Linked DNA regions of Capsicum annuum: region 2 is linked to region 1. A link is a contact called in public Hi-C data. All regions are on one chromosome and are shown on one strand. The core of a region is the stretch at or near the end of the contact, and the rest is flanking DNA. Distances in the headings are between cores, read along the strand shown.

Region 1 (4,315 bases), core at 683-3,182:
GATATATACATGGTATAAACATTATATTTAACATACTTTGTATATTTCATTTATAAATATAATACTTTATATATTTATGGGTATAAATATAATACTTTGTGTATAAAGATACCAAGTCTTATGGTATATAAAGGTAGCAGTTGCAGTTTAAGGTATAAATTTGTTAAATTGGACATATTTTTTTATGAAATATATGTATCACCGATTTATATTTTTAGCATATATATGGTATAAACTATTTATATTTGAATAGTATAATAAAGATGTACACAATATAATATATATATTCAAATTAAAAATGAGAATAATTTGTGGCAGTGGTAAACTAATCTGCTACAACTTTATTTATTCCATAAATATAGAAAACGATTATCCATTATTAATTACACGAATATAATTCTTTAAACGTCCGTATTACAATAAAAAATTATTATTATTTTTATATTAATTAGGACTATTAACAGTAAAATAATGTTTTAAATAAGGGAGAAAATTAAATAAGGGAGAGAAATAATGATGAGACAGAAAAAAAGATATATATTAATTAGGATAGCATTAAGTTTGAAATTATAATTATCTTGTAATATTTAAAAAGTAATGTTATAAGGAGAGTTTTATGTAAAAGATTGGGGTTATAATAATAAAAGTTGGAATTGAAAAATTGTGAAAACACCAAAAACCTATTTTCCCTTTTTAAAAAAAAAAAATTCAGAATTATTTTCTGAATTTTCATCGCCAAACACCACAATTTTCAACTCCGGAAAAATTTTCCAAAAAAAAAATAAAAATTCATGGCCAAACGGGCTCTTAGATAGTGAAAAAATATTTAATACTGTATCATTAAACGATATCCTCACACTTAGGGGTCGTTTGGTTGAAAAATAAGTTATACTGGGATTAGTTATACTGAGATTATTTTTTATTGAGTATTTGATTTGTTGTATTCAAAGTAATATGCATGGTATAATTTCTAAGAAAAAATTAAGTGATTACAAAAATACCCTCCATCTTATTTAACTCTTTTTTATATAATTTCTTTTCAAGCTTTAAATATTTATTTTTAAAAATAAAACTTTCATCTTATTTAGCTTTAATGTTTTTGTATGTGTCTTTCCATGACTATGCCGTATGTGTTTAAAAAGAACTTACTACATCTTATTTAGTTTGAAATAAAAATTTTCAACTTAAGTTTGTTAAAGTAAAAGAGGATTTATTGTTTATTTCATTTCATTTAAACACATATCACTCATATAATATATTAAGATTTATTTTAATTGATATATACCATAATAATCAATTTTCAAGCGATTATATTTAATTTAAAATATGTAATTCAATAATGGTGTTGATATTTTTATTATTTTTTAGAGAATAATTATTCAAATAAATTTAACGTATAATATATTCATAAATAAAAAGTATATATATGGGTGAATTAAAAGAAATTCTTTATGTAAGGCGGGTCAATGAAAGCGGATAATTGGAGATAATGATGGAATAAGAATTTTGAATTTTAGATTTGAATTTTTGATAAATTATTATATATTACTAATAAGTTTTTAATGTAAATATAAAATTTATATCAAAATTATTAAGTATTTAACTTTTATTAAAATTCATAATTAAAATACTAGTGCATATATATATGTGTGTGTGAAATGAAATCATAGATTTTGAGGGTATTTTAGTCATTATATAATTTTATATCAAAGAAAAATAGTCTTGGGATTGTTATCTCATCAATTGGATAGATAACTTATTTCGAAATTAATTATTAATCTCAAAATAAATTATCTCAAATATTTACAATCAAATATATAATAAGAAAATTTATTCTAAAATTATTATTTTATTTCAAAATTATTCACTTTAATACCTCAAACCAAACGCGCCTATAAGGGTTGGTTGAAGTGTACTACATGGAATAGAGCCGTGTACTGCAGTATATTTGTACTAGCACCACAATAGATTAGCACACTCACCTCACTATGTCGCCACGTTGACAAGAGCCCGAAAAAAAAAAGAAATTACATTAACAAAAGCTAATCAAGTCTAGAAAAGTCCCATTGTTCTCCCAACTTTTGAGTAAACAGAAGTTAGAACTGATAATGGCTGCTGCTAACTCACTGTCACTTACATCTGCTTTTCTTCCTCGTCATGGTTCCATTTCCACATTTCTCTTTCCTCCTTAATAGTTTCTCTATGTTAGACACCTTTTAGAAAAAGCATGACTAGCTAGTTTTGATTTTGATGCAGGATTTCATGGGCCATCTCATAATCAGAACGTACAATTGAGCACCCAAAAGGTATTACTGATGTAGTTGCTTCTGTTATGCGCTAAGTAATTACTTTTCATCCCAATTAATGTGGCACTTTTTTTATTTCAAAATTCAAACAAGACTATCTTTGATTGTAATTTTTTCATGGATCTTTTTAAATTATTTGAATTGTCAATTATTATGACTTATATTACTTTTTACGTAGTTTACAAATATATAAATTTTATTTCACAAAAAAACTGAAGATCTCATGCTCAAATTCACATCAAACTTAAATTGTTCCGACTCTTGAGAAGCGAAAAGTGCCACATAAATTTGTACAGAAGTTATATAGGGTTGTTTGTGAAATTAACAGCAAAATGAGTGGTTTTGATCCGTAATATTTCTGGTGGCAGAAGCAGTTTGCAAGGAAAGCTGTTTCGGGTACAATAACAGCTAAATTTGAACTCCAGCCTCCTCCTTATCCCATGGTGACTTTACAAATTAAAAACTCCTCTTTCGGATAGCTCCTTTTTTGAGTTTATATGCTCCTATTTGTTTGGGTGTTGGAGTGAAATTACTCCACCAGATTGGATATACGAGATTTATATTGCTAATCACAATCAAACCAGTGTTATCAAAAGCAAAATGCACAAAAAAGCCCTAAGGTCCATTGGGGACTTTAAGTGCATAATGGAAATAAAGTGTGGGCTTTAATGAAAAAAAGAAATAGATAACGAAAAATACAAATATATATGTTTAGTACAAGACTAATAATTATAAAGCATGAATGAAAAATATATGGACAAAAAATTTGAATTTTTTTTCTTACGATAAAGTGAAATATCAATTGTTTAGTGTTCCTCTCCTCTGGAGAGGAGAGGCAGGCTCACTGGGAAGGAAATATATGAAGACAGTGAAGTGCATATTAAGCAAAACAAAGTGCTCAACACGTTTTGAGCCTCTCTTCAGCGTTCAGTGCTTAAACGCGCTTTAACTGCACCTTTGACAACACTGAATCAGACACGTAGAAGTTTATGGGTTCTGGATTCTAAATATGTAGCTTTTGCACATATTAAGTGGACTTTTAAATCTAAGTACAGAATTTGAGCAAAAGTTGTTTGGTTCTGCCGAATGCTGAATCCTGTATGGCATAGGCGAATCCCCTATAAACATATTTTTAGAAACATAATGACTGGGATTTTGTTAGAAGATTCGTTTCCAAAATTGCTAATTTTTGTTATGATTCAGGAATTAGGAGTATATAACCTTCTAATGATGTAAAATGTTTGATTCTATCCCCGCCCCACCATTTAGATGATGCTAGATATCAACTTTTGGGATTTAAGATCCCTGAAAGGAAAGATGATTTTGGTTGTGGCCTAAATGATGTGAGTTTATTTATTTTGGGCAGGTTGGGCCTCTCCAGCATGGAACTTTCCTTATCAAATGTTTTCAGTATCAGTATTGGAAGTGTGAACAAGTTCCATTGCATACAATAGTTTTCCTTAAGGACTAAGATGAACATTTATATCACTTATTGCTTATAAATATTTCAGGAAGTAATATCAACCAACGTTATTCTCAAAGCTTGATTCATTTGATATATTTGACCGAGATATGCATATTAGACTTCTTAGGATTCTTATTTCACTCTTTGGAACAGTTTATCAAACAAGGGAAGAAGAGTACTTCCAGAAATATATGCCTGTTTTCCTTGTTCAACTACTCTTGGGCTTGAAACAAGCAAGTCATCCCTCTTCTGATAAATAATAATTTGTAAAAACATGGAAAATTTTGCAATTTATTCATAATGTGAACTCCCCCACTTCTCCTTCCTCCCTCTTCTGCCAGTTTCTCTGTTAATTTAATGTTCTACTCATGTGCTTATACATTTGACCTCTGAATATGACATAGGATGCTTTGGAGCCTCACATGAGTAGTAGAACATTTGAATTCCATTGGGGGAAGCATCATAGGGCTTATGTTGACAACTTAAACAAGCAAATAGACGGAACAGAACTAGATGGAAAGACACTAGAAGACATAATACTCAT
Region 2 (4,223 bases), core at 1,599-4,098, 400 kb before region 1:
TATAAATAACTTGGTTTTCATCCACAGGTTAAGAGATAGAAAATACAGAAATTTTCAGATTACAAAACATTCTTCTTGTCTTAAAAATACTCTAAGTGTGATCATTCAAACCGTGAGTGTGTTCGAAGAATCCGCCTATTTGAGGTACCTCTATAGTCGAATTGAAGGCCATTTTATTCTGGGAGGAAGATTTCATAACGTCGGGTACAGTGAGGGGAATTATTCCTTAAGGAAAATACGTGAATTCGGACGACTTGGCCTTAATCATTTCTGTTTCATCTTTATTTTCTGAAAAAATAAATATACCTCTTGGAAAGGTCATTTTGATCTTGTGTTGAGGGTATTTGATACTTCATTGTGTTCTTGTTCATACTTGAACTCGAGTTGAAGTTGTTGTTGCAATATACAGATTCTGCATATCCGAATATATTGTGGAAATAACAAACATATACACATGAAGTGTGTCCACGGGGTAGTGAACTTTCAAGCTTCTGATTAGCCAGTCTCTAACCATCCCCACCCCACCATCTACCCCCACAAATGAAGGACACTCTGAATCGTTCATGAACTAATGCAACCTTTGAAAGCTACCAGAAGAAAATATAGTACAACTTTCTCTTGAAAGCAACAATGGCTCATTTAAAAATTTGCACCATATGTAGAGTATGGACAGCATATCATGACTAGCTAGCTCTAAAATCTAAATGATAAATAGTGTTGAAGTATATAGTAGTTAGAGGGGTAAGTTTGCATATACTTATACTTAGAGGCGAAATGTTCCGTATAGGTTAGTTTGTACCTGAAAGTAGTTAGTCGGTTAGATTGTACTATCTGTACAAAGTACCTACTAAGTAGTCAGCTCAATACACAGATATTTTCCTTTTGCACAACATCAGTTTTCTCACCCAAAGTCTCGATCAATATCGAGCTTCTACGACAGATTCTAACAAAAAAAAGTTAGTCATTCTTCATTGTGAACAAAACTACACTCTAACAAGTAACATACAACAACAACAAATGTAGTACAGCCCCACAAGTGGGATCTTGGGAGAGTAGAGTGTACGCACACCTTACCCCTACCTTGACAGGTAGAGAGGCTGTTTCCGGTAGACCCTCGGGATCAAGGAAAGCAAAAACATAACATCTATGAAGACATAAGCAGTACTCTAACGAGTAATGTATGAATCACAACTTCAATCACTTAATTAGAAAACCAACTAAAAGGTACTATGATTTGTTTCATGCAATCCTGTAACTAGTACTCTACTGTATCATTTCAAATGCCATCAATAATGGAATAACAAATCCTATATTTGGCATTTCAACCCAACCGGGGGTCTATCGGAAACAGCCTCTCTATCTCACATCTGAGGTAGTGGTATGGACTGCATACACTTACCCTCCCCAGACCCCACTTGGTGGGAATATACTGGGTATGTTGTTGTTGTTGTTGTTGGCATTTCAACCCAAAACGACTCTTGAAAAAATATATTTATCATGTATAGACCAAACTCATCACATTTCAGGTCTTCCAATCTGATCATGAACAAAGAGGGAAATAAACATTGAGGCCAAAAAGTATACGGTATTGAATATGCAACACAATATACTTTTTTTTTCAGAAAAACTATCCTCATACTCAAAATCTTTTAATTTGTATTATATGAATATCATATATAACTTACTTTACACCCAACCAAATACTGAAAAACTAATCCACAGAATTATTTCCCGTGGATTCCTATGTATTAAATGACTGTGGCAGAGTCAACATAGCAGCATCGTTCATCTGAACCTAGTACTTTTACGAGAGCATAAATATATGTGCAAAACTACACTAACTAAAATTGTAACAAAAACTACGAATGAACCCATAACCTTATGGAAAATGCATTTCAGCTTGCAAATTGAGAGATCCACAGGATATGAGGTTCGAAGACTGTATTCATTTTGCAGCATAGATTAACATTTTTTTCCCGAGAAACTATCCTCATCCTAATAATCTATCTTAGAGCTTGTATTGTCTGAATATCATATACTCCTATAACTTACTTTAGTCAACCAAACACTGAAAAACTAATCCAGAAATCTATTTTCTGTGGATTCCTCTGTGCGAAATGACAGTGACTGATAGCAGCCGAGTTCATTGAATCTAGTACTTCTGATGCAAAGCATAAACATATATGCAAAATTACAATAAAATCCCCCCCTCCTCCCTCCCTTTTCTTTTTTACTTGTCACATTTCGCTTAACAAAAGTCAATTTGACTAATTTTCAGAGCTAAATGTCCAAAAGCTATACGAAAAATACTATAAGTTAAAAAGTACATCTTAAAGTATTGATCAAAGTTCATGCAATTTGACTCTTGAGAAACAAAATATGACAAGTAAAAAGGAATGGAAAGAGTAACAAATGCTCCATAAGGTATGAACGTATAAAATTAGGGAAAACGCTAACCAGCTTGCAAATTGGGAGATCCATTGGAAAAGAGAGCCGGAGAGCCGTCAGCAGTAGCGAGCTTTGGAATTTCTGATTTCTTCGTAGTAGTAGCAGCATATGGTGATTTTGAATGTGACAGCTTTGCAATTCCACCGTTCTTCTTCGTTTGCTTATAAAAATTCTTCATATCTGAGTTTGATGCCATTGTTGTCTCTCTGTCTCTCCCCCTCTGTGATTTCAAATTCAAATTTTGAATTTTTCCCTCCAGAAGAAGGTGTCTTTGCCTTTTATAGTGCAAACTTTGGGCCTAGAGGCTTTTTGATTTGGGCTTGGGCTTTTGTAAATTCTGGCCCGTGTGTTTTGGGGCTTTTAGGTAGGCCTTTGATCATGTTCATTGTGAAAAAAATAGAAAAAATTAAATTAGAATTTTAAATTGAAAAATTATACTAGTATTTTCAAATTGAAATTTGTGTTTGGCCGTGAAATAATTCTTTTTTGGAAAAAATTGTGAGTATGTTGAGTGAAAAAAGTGAACAAATATTTTGTGTTGAGTGAAAAAAGTGAACAAATATTTTGTTGTTTTTGGAAAAAGTGAGAACATAATTTTTCAGAATTTTATGGCTTAAGGTGTTTTCAAAGTTCAACTTTAAAAAAAAGTGAAATTTTCATGGTCAGATGTCTCCTAAGCCGCGTGCAGAATGAGTGATCAACAAGAATAGCCTTGAAAGCAGGTACGTGCAAAAACTAATTTAATCATAAATTAAAAAGAAAATATATTATCGGTTCAATGATATTAAGATTATTTTTTTTATCCCTAATTATGTAATAAAGACTTTCTATTTAAATACGAATCCTATTTTCTTTTAATAATATATAATTGATGCTTCATACGTGTTTTTCGTTTTGAAGTCGTTGGCTTGACTGAATTCTGCCTATTAGTGTGAACTATATAAGGCTAAAACCCATCATTACTAGGAACATCTTAAGATATAGCAACAGTAGAATCAAATTACTTCAACTGTTACTAACATCCCATTTGGGTCTCAAACAATACGCGCAAACGAGGAACACGAGGTGATATACTAGGGTGGCTCGTTGTCATTCTATGGGAGCGTTTAGCCATGGACATTATTTCCTCAGTTTCAAAAAGAATTACTATATGTTTTGACTTAACATAAAATTTAAGAAAACAAAAAGACCTTTGAATTTTATGATTATAAATTAAAGTTATGTCAAATGTATAAAAATGTCTTTTAATCTTGTAGTCTTAAATATGCCACATTAAAAGTTGAAATTAAAGTATTGCTAAAAAGGAAAGGTTATATTCTTTTAGACGGACCAAAAAAAAGTAGATCATTTTTTTTAAAATGGAGGAATATTAACTTCTTCTCGAAATATTATTTCACTTTATTTGAAAAACAATGTTTGCCTGTTTGGCTATAAAAATTTCAAATACAATTTGAAGCTTTATTTAGAATTTCAAAAACGACCAAGACGTTGTTTTCACTTATTTATTTATTTTAATAAAATTCTAAAATTTTTATTTTCATAAAATAATCTCATCTAAATTATATTTCATGTTCAAATGTAATATTTTATATTTTTTAAAATATATTTAAATTACAAATGCTAACTGCAAATGCTATGACCAAATATAACTTCAACTTTAAAAATTTTAAATAATTTTTTTTCAAAAAAAAATCATGATCAAAAGCTTACTACATCAATTAAATTTCTTCCCTATCTAGGTTAGCTTTCATTCTAAATTAGATAGTATTGTATTG

What was found. A called contact is a pair of places that touch in the nucleus more often than the background predicts.
Region 2: a Hi-C map of leaf shows a contact between it and region 1, with 2.7 times the contacts expected there. The contact joins the promoter of LOC107873211 here to the promoter of LOC107873354 in region 1. A contact is called at or near these places in 3 of 5 Hi-C or Micro-C datasets (leaf and placenta).

What each region holds. Positions count from the first base shown.
Region 1 is chr6:68,787,351-68,791,665 of UCD10Xv1.1, reverse strand. LOC107873354 (superoxide dismutase [Fe], chloroplastic) reads left to right here and starts at 1,932. Exons shown (of 8, transcript XM_047414766.1): 1 at 1,932-2,160; 2 at 2,257-2,306; 3 at 4,176-4,315. The coding sequence starts at 2,109.
Region 2 is chr6:69,185,106-69,189,328 of UCD10Xv1.1, reverse strand. It overlaps LOC107873211, which reads right to left and starts at 2,848. Exons shown (of 2, transcript XM_016719967.2): 1 at 2,458-2,848. The coding sequence starts at 2,644.